Linked DNA regions of Columba livia: regions 1 and 2 are each linked to region 3. A link is a contact called in public Hi-C data. All regions are on one chromosome and are shown on one strand. Each heading gives the region's core, a stretch centred on a gene start, on an enhancer-like site or on the middle of the called end of the contact. The rest is flanking DNA. Distances are from core to core; before and after follow the strand shown.

Region 1 (3,832 bases), core at 1,139-3,638, 96 kb after region 3:
TGCAGCTTTTTTATCACCCATTTTCAGCATGCCTTAATATCTAGTGACCAGTGTGCTGTACTTTTAATCAGTGAAGTTGCATGGAACAGCTCTCGGTCTTTAGCCTCTTACCTGACCTGGTAAACTTTGTATATTTATGTATTTATGTTCTGTTTGGTATCCACAAATGTTACCGTTGCTGGCTGCTTCGTTTGTGGCCAAGGTGATACCCAGGGATGCTTTATAAGAGTTTCCTCCTTTCAGTTGTCCTGATCACCAAGGTCTATAAGCTGTCACCTTCTCCTGGGGACCCAAAAAGCTTCATCCCTGCCCAAGAGGACACTGACATCTAGTGGGCGGGTTCCACAGGCACAAGACAAGCAAACTGCTGCTTTATGGCCGTCTTGCTTCTGGACTCTTACTTCAGTTTTGCTTTAATTTGGATCCTCAGCATTGTTTGGAAAAAGGCAGGGAAAAAGAAAAGCATAGCCGTTTTTTTGTAATGTGTTCAGGGGTTTAAGGATTAAAGGCTGTGCAGTCCACCTAGTTGTGTTTTTTTGGTGGCGGGGCTGGATTGTTTTTTCCCAGTCAAGTTCCCTGCATGTGAGCAGCAGATGTTTATAATGAAATTATTTAAGCTATTACATTGCCCAGTTGTCCTCCCAGTGTGTGAAGAAGATAGTTGCCTGTGTAGCTTAGCAAGAAGAGGCAGATATTCCAGCTCCTCAAGTGCTGCCTCTGAGTTGCTTCAGTTCTGCGACTGGCCTCTCAATGAAACGCAAAGCCTGCTAATAACATGTGGTTGTGTTGCTCTGCAGCTTGTCTCAGACATCTGTTAGTTTAACTGGGAACCTAGTAACAGGAAAAGTTTTAACAAAAACACCATTTTTCCGGGAACCGTGCTTAGAAATCAAACTTTCTGAAAATGTTCATCAAAACATTAGTACTGCTTTAAAGACAAAAATTGACATTTCAGTTGAATTAGTAAAATCCAGGTTTATGGAAGAAAACAAACACTGCATAGAACTTGATAATCTAGTAGTTAAGCATGGCATGTTCTGCAGTCAGAGGTAGTTGCTGTGGACTGAGCCTGTCATTGTGCCTGTGAGCAGTTCACACCATCGCTGCAGGTGGGTTGATATCTGAGGGTTTTAGTCATTTGGCACTAGTGCTTGTTAAACAACATTGTACTGGTTTGGATTTATTCATCAACTATTAACTTCCTTAATTAGCTTAAAACAAAATATAATTTCAAGGCATTCAAATTATGTCTTAAAGTCAAAAGAAGCCCTTTGGGCCCTGTTTAATGGTGGAAGAGTCCCAGAAAGTGTAGACTGACTGTGCTTAGAACGAGGGTGTTAGACCTAAATGTTTTGTGGCCTTTAAAAAGGACAATATTGTTTCCTTGTCCAAAGAAAACATTGAATTTTTCACTGGAAGATGTGAAGATTGAGTGTTTGCTGGTATTCTTTGGTTACAGAGGAAGTATCCTTAAGTAAAACCGACTACCACAACCAAAAACATTAACATAAAAAAGAATTCATGTTTTATATGAAATACCAGAAAACAAAATGTGAAGGCTACTAACACTTTTTGTGCTGAAGGGCACTTAAGCAATGCAAGCAATAGATAAAATAGTATATGAATGTTTCTGTCTTCAGTAATTTCAAATTGAATCAGTTTTATTACTATCAGACTATGCAGAAAAATAAGAATGTATAGTCCATGAAAAATCACAGGGTCAACTGACCCCCATATTTTAATTAAGAAGGAAGAAAAATAGCTTTCATCTCCTCTTGGCTGTTGATAATTTGTTGTCTAATCTCTAGAAATATTCCAGCATGTGGGACTTACTACTGAATACAGCCCATTTATCAGTAAATATCCTGTGTCTTTATTTCCTCCTTTTGTGTCAGTTTCTAGAATACAACTTTATTTGGCATTTTTTAAACTTATGTTTTTTTCCTATTACGCTGAGAATCTGCCTGTTTGCTTTATGTAGTGTTCTCATCTTCCCCTCTTACTGATTATTGTCTAGCTTGGTCATCTACTGCTTGTTAACGTGTTCTGCTTTCCATGAGAAGTCACAAAGGAAAATGCCTGATTGGTTTTGAGAAACTCTGCTGGTGAAATCCCTTCAGTCAGATGTTTGGGTTTTTTTCAATATTTTTCCTTGTAAAAACAAACTGAAGTGTCTCTGTCTTGCCTGAATTCTTGTAAAATTTCACATACTCTTCTTTTGAATTGGCACCATACCAAATACTTGTTTGAAGCTCAGATTAGAACAGCTTCCTTTCTCAAGAAAGGAAGTGGAGTCTCATTGCTGTGTCACTTATTCCACATGCATGAGAATTGTAGATAATGATCTTGAGGCTGCATCTGAAGGTATTCCCATGTCTTTCTGAAACATCTGGAAGTATATCTGTCATCCAGAACCTGGGGGTGTTGAATAAAGCTGTTTGTATTTCAGATAGAGAAAAACTTAATGATGGTTTGCTATTGTTTACCAAACAGACTGCCTACTTCTACACTCTGGATTGTAAATATTCAGCTTTTTAAAGTGCTGACAGTTGAGGGCTATTTAAAATGTATCAGCAGCTTGATTGACAAGGCACTTGCCTGAACTGTTTTACCAGTTGACTTTAACTTTTTATTTGTTGAAATTTGGCACTGGAGAAGGACTGTATTTTGCAAAGGAGCTGTGCAACAAACATTGCCTGCAGGGTACGAACATCAATGAGAGGCTCATTTAGAAACCTTTATGTGATTGAGTGTATACTTCACATGACAAACATTTCTCTTCAAAACAGAAGAATTTCAGAAGTAATTACATTATAAATATAATAAAGGCAACCTACAAACTGTTTGGAAATTGAAGTTTGACTTGCAGCTTTGCTGTACAAAAGGCAATAAAATCTATTTAAAGGCTTTTTTTGTTTGAAGTATCAGAGATTGAGGTTCTTAGCGCTGGTTTTAAAAGAGGACAAACAATATGGTTTTTACTTGACCCTTTATTTTGATGCAAGCTTTTATGAGTCTTAAGAATTTAAAATTTCCTGTAAAACCTTCATAATTTAAGAAGGTTAAACTTCAAATGATTTCATTAAAACTATTTCAATTGACTTTTTAGTAACTTCACAGTAGTATTTTTCTCTCTGGGTCTTCTAATGAAATTAATATAGGGCTGCGGAAGAGGCAACTACTTCTTTCTTTTGCTAGTCATTTTTGGGTTTGCATTGCCTGAGAATACCTGTGGTTAAGGTTACCATGGAACTTTGTGTTAATGCTATGTCAGACAATATATTTGAAATTGTTATATTTGAGAAAAATCACAGCCTCTTCCTTTTTTTTGAAGGAACTCACTGAACAAATTGAGGAAACTAAAACATTTTCTATACGAGTGATAGTACTGTGAGGTAGCAGGAACTGCTGTGTGTATGACTATGTTACTGTTGCAGAAGAGAATTCTATCCAATATAGCATGTGTGGAGAAGGCTTAGGGATTTATTGAATGCAGCAGAAACAAATGTAAGTGGTAGAGTTTATACTACTTGGGCATTTAGCAGTGTTACTTCCAACTCTTGAATGTTCAGCTGTTAAAACAAAAAGCTTAATGGAGAAACATGTTTGTTAGGCAAAAATTGACAGATACTACAAAGATAGACAATTATGACATGAAATTCCTTTATCTATCCATAAGTATTGCATGGGTTATTAGCTGGGGTTGTTACAGTTGAAGTCTTAGTACAAGTTTGTATCTTTAATGAGGCTACTTCTTTCTGGCTTTTAAAATGCTATTGAACATAATCATAAATGGCCTCTTTATAACTAGCACATTCCTTGGCTTCCAGAC
Region 2 (3,398 bases), core at 609-3,108, 90 kb before region 3:
AAAAAAGACATAGCAGAATTCAAGATATAGCGGGGGAAAATTAAGAGAAGTTAAAAGGTGCAGAATGTGTTTACTGTAAGGGTTTGGGAAAGTGCTAGCACCATGCTTTACAAAAGTAATAGACAACATGTATGAAGTATAAGTAGAATGAGATCATTCACCATTTCTCACGCCACACCTGCAGCAGTGTTGAATAACCACTTGAGGCAATCCAAAGGACTGTGTTTTTTTGCACACTGAACATTTTTTCTAGCACTGTGAAACTTATTCTGTACTGTACAGAAAAATGCACAATTCTATAGGAAAAAAAAACACATCAATGACTAAGTACAAATCTCTCTGGGCCAAGCACTCTAAACCTCAGCTCATTGAGGGGAATTATCCTATCAAGTTTGCCCTTTTCCTTCCACGAATTTAGAGCCACTGTCAGTATTTCTGTCCAGTGCAGATTTTTTATTGGTTTCAGCCACTACAGCTGCTCTCCCAAGTTGTTTGTAGGTTCTGTACCAGAAACCCAGTGCAGATTTTTGCCTTGTGCTCAAAAAGATAATGCAAGACTTGTACTAGACAAGGGAGCTCTTCTTGGTATTTAATCTATATTGTTACCTTCCAGACCTTTTTGATCTCTGTGGATGGCGACCCAGCACAGCTACCACTAGCGGTCCAACAGCCCTACTGGGAACAATGCTTGAGCTGCAGGTGTGCACAGCACATACTGACGGCTGTTGACTCCCAGCTGAGCTGCCGTTACGTTTTTTCTGGAAGACCAGCTGTCAGTAAAAATACAAGCGTGCAGTGCAACTACCACTTAATAGCACAAGTCTCAGCACTATGTATTGCTGACAAAAACGTCAACAACAAATCACGTATCCAAACACCAAAGAAGTCAGGAAACGGGGTGGGGGGGCGGGGAGGAGGAGAAAGGACGTTTTGAAATTCTTTAACTAGAGGGGGCATTATGCCATTTCCCAATTTCCGCTGCCACCGGCGCTTGTAGCCGAAGCAGCGGCAGCGCCAGCGCCGTTCCCGGTGCGCCCCACCTGAGCGAACGACCCCGCCTCCCCTGGGTGGGGCTGACCGCCGGGCGTGCAGCCGCCCCGCCCCCGCCTCACCCACCGAACTTCACGGGCGTCCTGACGTCCACGACAGCCTTGCTGTCCACGGCGTCCGCGACGATCGCCATCTGCTGCAGCGCCTCGTCGTACTCGACGCGGACGCGGTCCCGCTGCCGGCCGCGGGGCGGGGGGCTGCCGCCGCTCACGGCCACCAGCACACGGTCCGCGTCCGGGTAGCGCTCCGGGTCCAGCGGGCGGACGCTCACCTGGCAGGGCAGCCGCACCCGCAGCCGCCCCCGCGGGCTGACCGCCAGCGCCCACTCCTGGAGCGGCTGACGGCCGCCGGGCTCGGCGGAGCTGCTGCAGCCGCGGCGGGGGGCGGGCGGCCCCCACCATCCGCCCGCCGCCCGCACCGCCAGAGGCGCCCAGCGCGGGGGCAGCGCCCTCATGCCGCCCGGTGGGGCCGCGGCGGAAGCCCCTGAGGCGAGCGGAGGCGGGACAGGAGCCGCTCCCGGCGGCGGACAGCCGTTACAGCCGTTACCGCCGGGTCGCGTGACGCAGCTGCACGCGGGGAGCGGCACCGGGGCGGTTGGTAAACAGGCGGCGGCTGCTGGCGCGCGCACCGGGAGCGACAGGCGCCAGCCCCGCCCACGGGCTTCTGGGAGTCGTAGTTCACCAGCACGCGGAAGGAACTACAGCGCCCGAGAAGGGGCAGACTTTATGTACTCATTGGCCTATCAGCGAAAGGGGAAGGCGGAGTATTTCTGTGGTCTGCTTCTATTGGGCAGCGGGGCGGGATGGTAGAGCCAATCAGAATGGAAGGAGCGGGCCGAGGGCCGTTGAGGTAGGGCAAGGGGCGGTGAGCCGCCGTCGCCATAGCAACGGGGGGACGCGCTCGGCGAGGCGGGTCCGGCCGCGGCCGCACAGGTAAGGCCCAGCGGCGGGGGCTGCGCGGCCTGGAGGGACTTGCAGAGGCCGGGGACGGGGAAGGCAAAACCGTGGCTCCAACGAAGAGGCGGGAAGCTAGTCCAGCGGTGGTCGAGCCTCAGTCCTGTTTGAGGAGTCGCGGCGGGGCTGGGGCACAATTCGCCTTCCGTGTCCCTGGGTGCCGGGACTCTGCCCGCCGCTCCGTGCTGCCATCTCCTGCGAGAGAAACCGAGGTGCCTCCGGGCGTGAGGTTGTGAAGCTAATGGAGAGTGTCCAGAAGAGGGCTACAAAGTTGGTGAAGGGTTTGGAGGGGAAGCTGTATGAGGAGCAGCTAAAGTCACTTGGTTTGTTCAGCGTGGAGGAGGCTGAGGGGAGACCTGATCGCAGTTACAGCTTCCTCACAAGGGGAGGAGGAAGGGCGGGCGCTGATCTCTTCTCTTTAGTGACCAATGGCAGAACCCGAGGGAACAGCAGGAAGATGTGCCAGGGTAGGTTTAAGTTGGACATTAGGAAAAGGTTCTTCCCCCAGAGGGTGCTGGAGCTCTGGAACAGGCTCCCCAGGGAGGTGTCACGGCCCCAGGCCTGACAGTGTTCAAGAAGAGACTGGACAACACCCTCAGACACATGGTGTGAACTGTGGGGTTGTCATACGCAGGGACAGGAGCTGGACTCGATGATCCTTGTGGGTTCCTTCCAGCTCTGGACATTCCATGATTCTGTGAAGGCCTTTTCCATGGTCCACTTGGGCTGACTGTGGTGCACTAACAGGTTTCACCCTGTTCAGCCTCTGCAGCCACAGGATTTCACACCTGCAAGGAGAAGGCAGGATAGAAGAATGGGAAGGGGGCAATGGCAGGGCTTTGGGTGGCAGCCTGGTCTTTGTTACACTTAAGCTTATAGTAAGAATGCATGTGTTGAAATGTCCTCATTAAGAGGATGAAGAAGCAGTTTGGCAGATGTGCTGGAAAAAGTTTTTTCGAAAGCGGTATTGCAGTGCTTCAAAATTTGTCTCTGTCAAGACGGCTTGGTTAACAGTTACTCATTGTGACTGCTTTTTAACAGTTAACATACAGCCTAGCAGTTCTAAAGCCAGCCCAATAAATATTTCTCTGAGTTCTGTACAAAAATGTCATGAGACAATTGTCCTTCTAAGGTTTACAAACAAGTGGGGAACAACTGAATTCAGTTAAAAAGACTTTTTTGGACTTCATAGTCTATATTATCATTGTATGATAATTTAAAAAATGAGGTGGAGGAGTGTGGGCATAGATGATGTAAAGTCAGGGGCTGAATTATTTTCATATTGTAGTTTATTGCCAGTAATGAGCATGAAACATGCATAGAAAGGTGCATTGTCTTAGCTACATTGCAACACAATAAATAATGAAATCTGGGGTTGTCACTTTACTGATTTGT
Region 3 (3,341 bases), core at 722-3,221:
TGCGCAAGACATCCTAACACATGGTGCTTCTTGGGAATCAACTGATCTCATGCTCCTGCATCAAATTCTCAAAGATCTGTTTGCCATGAAAGCAAAAACTGCACGTCCAAGTGGCTTAACATTTAACAAGGAAAGGTCCCCAGGGCCCAGACAAAACTGGATGATGCAGACAGTGGAATACTCCATTTGTTGATACAAGACTGCAGAAGGAATCACAAGTCGAGTCCTGGTAAGGAGGAAAGACAAGACAAGCAAATGCCTCTCCTCCTCTAACGAGTTTTCTTTTTGTCCACAGTGAAGTACAACAATCCCTTGGCCCACACTGTCACATCTTAGTGCTCCCAGGCTGACACCCAGTGCAGACTGTCAGCACACAAAAGCCACAAGCCCAGCTCTCACTTGGGCCTCCTAAGCTCCTGCAGCTGGAAAAGAGAAGCCACACATGAAAGAGCTGAAATAACATCCTCTAGCCAGCCCCTCCTGGCTGTCATGTGTAACCACTTCCGTATCTCAGCAACAGAAAAGAGACTCTTCCTCTGCACCTTTTATCTCTGTGCCTCAAAGTGCACTAATCAATCCCAGGAAACAAGTCCAGGCCCCATTTTGCAGAGAGGTGTCACATGTAGTTACAAACCCGTCACCACAAGACAGCCAGAATCTAGGAATCCTTTTCCCTACTCTTTTCTCATAGGCTCTGCCCCTTCCAACTATTAACTTGGCACAGGCTCTGAGCAAAACAGAAACAGGACACACTGGAGAAGTTCATATGCAAAGGCCAGAACAGGAATATTGGTCTTCAGAAATGCTCAAGTGCTTTCCTCTGCACCCTGGCCAGAAAGCTCTATGAGGTAGCACCTTTCCCCTCCACCACTCCATCCAGCCTTGCACAGCCACCTGATGCAGAATAATCACATAATACTTTCCATCTTCATACTTTCTGGATGCAGTGGAAAGTTCCAGTTTAATCTCCCTGGAGTGTAGCATGATTTTCCACTCATTTCCCAGGAAATGCGTGGTTTCCAGTTTTCAGAGAAGGGTCACAAGAACCACAACTGCTGCTGGAATGACTTTCACCTCTGGCCAACACACAGGGTATAGCTAAGGCCTCCGCATTGGGAGCTACAGCTGGATCTGAAGGTCAGTGTTCACAGATTCATGGAATGTTAGAGATTGCAAGGGACCTCAAGAGGTCATCTAGTCCAATCCCCATGCTGGAGCTGGAACACTTAGATGAGGCTACATAGGAAGGTGTCCAGGCGGGATCTGAATGTCTCCAGAGTGAGGTGAAGGGAAGCTTCTTCCAGACTCCAGAATCACCTCTTACTATTTGTACAACAAAAACTGTTTTCACAGGTATGATACTCCAGAACCAATATTCTTTCCTTTGCATTACAGCCAACTGTACAGCTTCTGCAGAGTATAGAAAGATAACTATTAAGCCATAGTCAATCTAGCTATCACAAAATACTTAAATACTTGTGACATTACACCCCCACCAACAGCACTACTTGCTTTGGAGATCAGCCACAATGAACACTATAGAAAATACATAAACAGAAGCTATATCCCGAACTTTTTTCAGCACATGACACATATGACAACGTGCATGGGAGAAAGGAAATATCTGTTTTCTAGAGGGAGTACAAGCAGCTTCCTCGCCAAGGCTAGCAGCGGGTCTCTGGGGGAACCAAATTAAGAGCTAAGCCCACACCTTCCAGGCAAAGCCATTCTTCATTCAGTAACAAAGACATACTCCATGAAGCTTTCCTGGGCATGTATCAGAAACCATTTCCCTTGGACTGCTCTAAACTAGTAAAAGAACACATGATCCATGGCAAAACAGTGCATGCAGTAGGGCTTAGGCTGACACTTGCAAAGCAGCTTGCTGTCTCCAGCCATCTACATTTCCAAGCAAAGGATCTGAGCAGGCTAAAGTTCCACTAAGGTCATTTGGAACCACAAGTTTTCAGCTTCTGTGGCTGTTCCTACGGGAAAGACATAGAAGCAGGCAAAGAAAAGACTCAAGACCAAAGGAGAAAAGGGAGTAAGACAAGATTGCCTCCTGTGCAAGGAGTATGACACAGTCCTTCTTCTGAGGAAACTTGAATCCAAATGGTGTCTGCCTTCTGTTCCTCTGCAGCTGAGGCCACCTCAGGTGACAGCTCGCCACAGGCAGCAGTCAGAAAGGTGCAGCCACGGCAGCAACTGTCAGAGAACCTTTAACAGTCTATTCTGGTCTGCCTTGGGCCACAGGCTGGTTGTTCCCTCTGCCTCCTCTTCCACTTGCTGTCAGAACAGCAAAGGTCACACTGTTTCTGTAAGTTATGTCCCCCCTTCCCTGCCCTGCTGAGATGAAAATAATGAGAGAAACAGATACAGAGTAAAGCTGAGACACAGGGGAGAGAGAGAACATGGACATGCAAACCACTACTGCAGGCAAAGTGGAATATGAACTGGTAACCAGGCAAACCCAGGCTCTGCAGTTCTCCTTAGCAAACACGGGAATTTCCACTGAGACATTTCATTCACACTTCCCCACATTACTTCTCTGTACACAAACACACACAGTTCTGACAGCAACCAGCCACTGTTGTTTTATGAGAAACTGTTAATGCCCCCATGTCTCAGCTACTTCGACTTCAGCTGCAATTGATTTACACAGCGGCTACACACAATGGTGCCCTATTCTCAGCCACTCCTTTGCTCCTGAATGTAATAAAACAGAATTTTATGAAAGCAAACAGACAAGCAAATCATTTCAAGTCTCTTGCTGTTTCATTAGTTTCAGTAGCTCAGCTACAGAAAACAGTACTAAGAATCATAACAATTCATTCCCCTGAAGAACTTCCAAACATTTAGGATATAAAAAGGCTTAAGATGTAAGGGCTTCTGATCAGGATAAACAGAAACCCAAGTCCAACAATGAAATAATTTCTAAAGATTTCCAAAGAGCACCCAAGATATATCAGCCAGAGGGCAGAATCAACTTTTAGAGATATCTTATCTTTGTTTACAGTAGTTTTTCTAACTAACTTGTCTAGTGGAGAATTCTGTAAGTTGAATTGAGAGAATTCTTGCTTCCGGTTATGTTAAAAAAAACCCTAAGTTTTTGCTGATGGGGAGGGCTGAGATTTGTTTTGTTAATAAGATTTAGTCTACAATAATTTAGTCTTGCATATCAAGGCTGCATAGGTGTTTTCATATTTTTAACCTTAGTTCATATTAAGAATGATAACTGGGAAAAAAATGAAAGGAGAACAAACATTCCACTTCTGCTTTTTTCAGCACTGTTTTCAGGTACAAAGCTCTGGCTCATGCTGTCCTGTTCCTAGTTTAATCAG

What was found. A called contact is a pair of places that touch in the nucleus more often than the background predicts.
Region 1: a contact with region 3 is called in a Hi-C map of crop, with 2.9 times the contacts expected there. The contact joins two enhancer-like sites. A contact is called at or near these places in 2 of 2 Hi-C or Micro-C datasets (crop and liver).
Region 2: a Hi-C map of liver shows a contact between it and region 3, with 7 times the contacts expected there. The contact joins the promoter of CCDC146 here to the enhancer-like site in region 3. A contact is called at or near these places in 2 of 2 Hi-C or Micro-C datasets (crop and liver).

Annotation. Positions count from the first base shown.
Region 1 is chr1:198,673,948-198,677,779 of bColLiv1.pat.W.v2, forward strand. All of the region lies in intron 1 of PTPN12 (protein tyrosine phosphatase non-receptor type 12), which reads left to right. Among named protein-coding and RNA genes, the nearest start is that of PTPN12, 20 kb to the left of the region's middle. Within about 2 kb of position 2,389, at least 1 of the 3 cell types and tissues checked has an H3K27ac peak away from gene starts, as active enhancers do.
Region 2 is chr1:198,488,604-198,492,001 of bColLiv1.pat.W.v2, forward strand. It overlaps CCDC146 (coiled-coil domain containing 146), which reads left to right and starts at 1,859. Exons shown (of 18, transcript XM_065049114.1): 1 at 1,859-1,982. FAM185A (family with sequence similarity 185 member A) reads right to left here and starts at 1,714. Exons shown (of 8, transcript XM_065049156.1): 1 at 1,117-1,714. The coding sequence starts at 1,504.
Region 3 is chr1:198,578,375-198,581,715 of bColLiv1.pat.W.v2, forward strand. All of the region lies in intron 24 of GSAP (gamma-secretase activating protein), which reads right to left. Among named protein-coding and RNA genes, the nearest start is that of GSAP, 38 kb to the right of the region's middle. Within about 2 kb of position 1,972, at least 2 of the 3 cell types and tissues checked have an H3K27ac peak away from gene starts, as active enhancers do.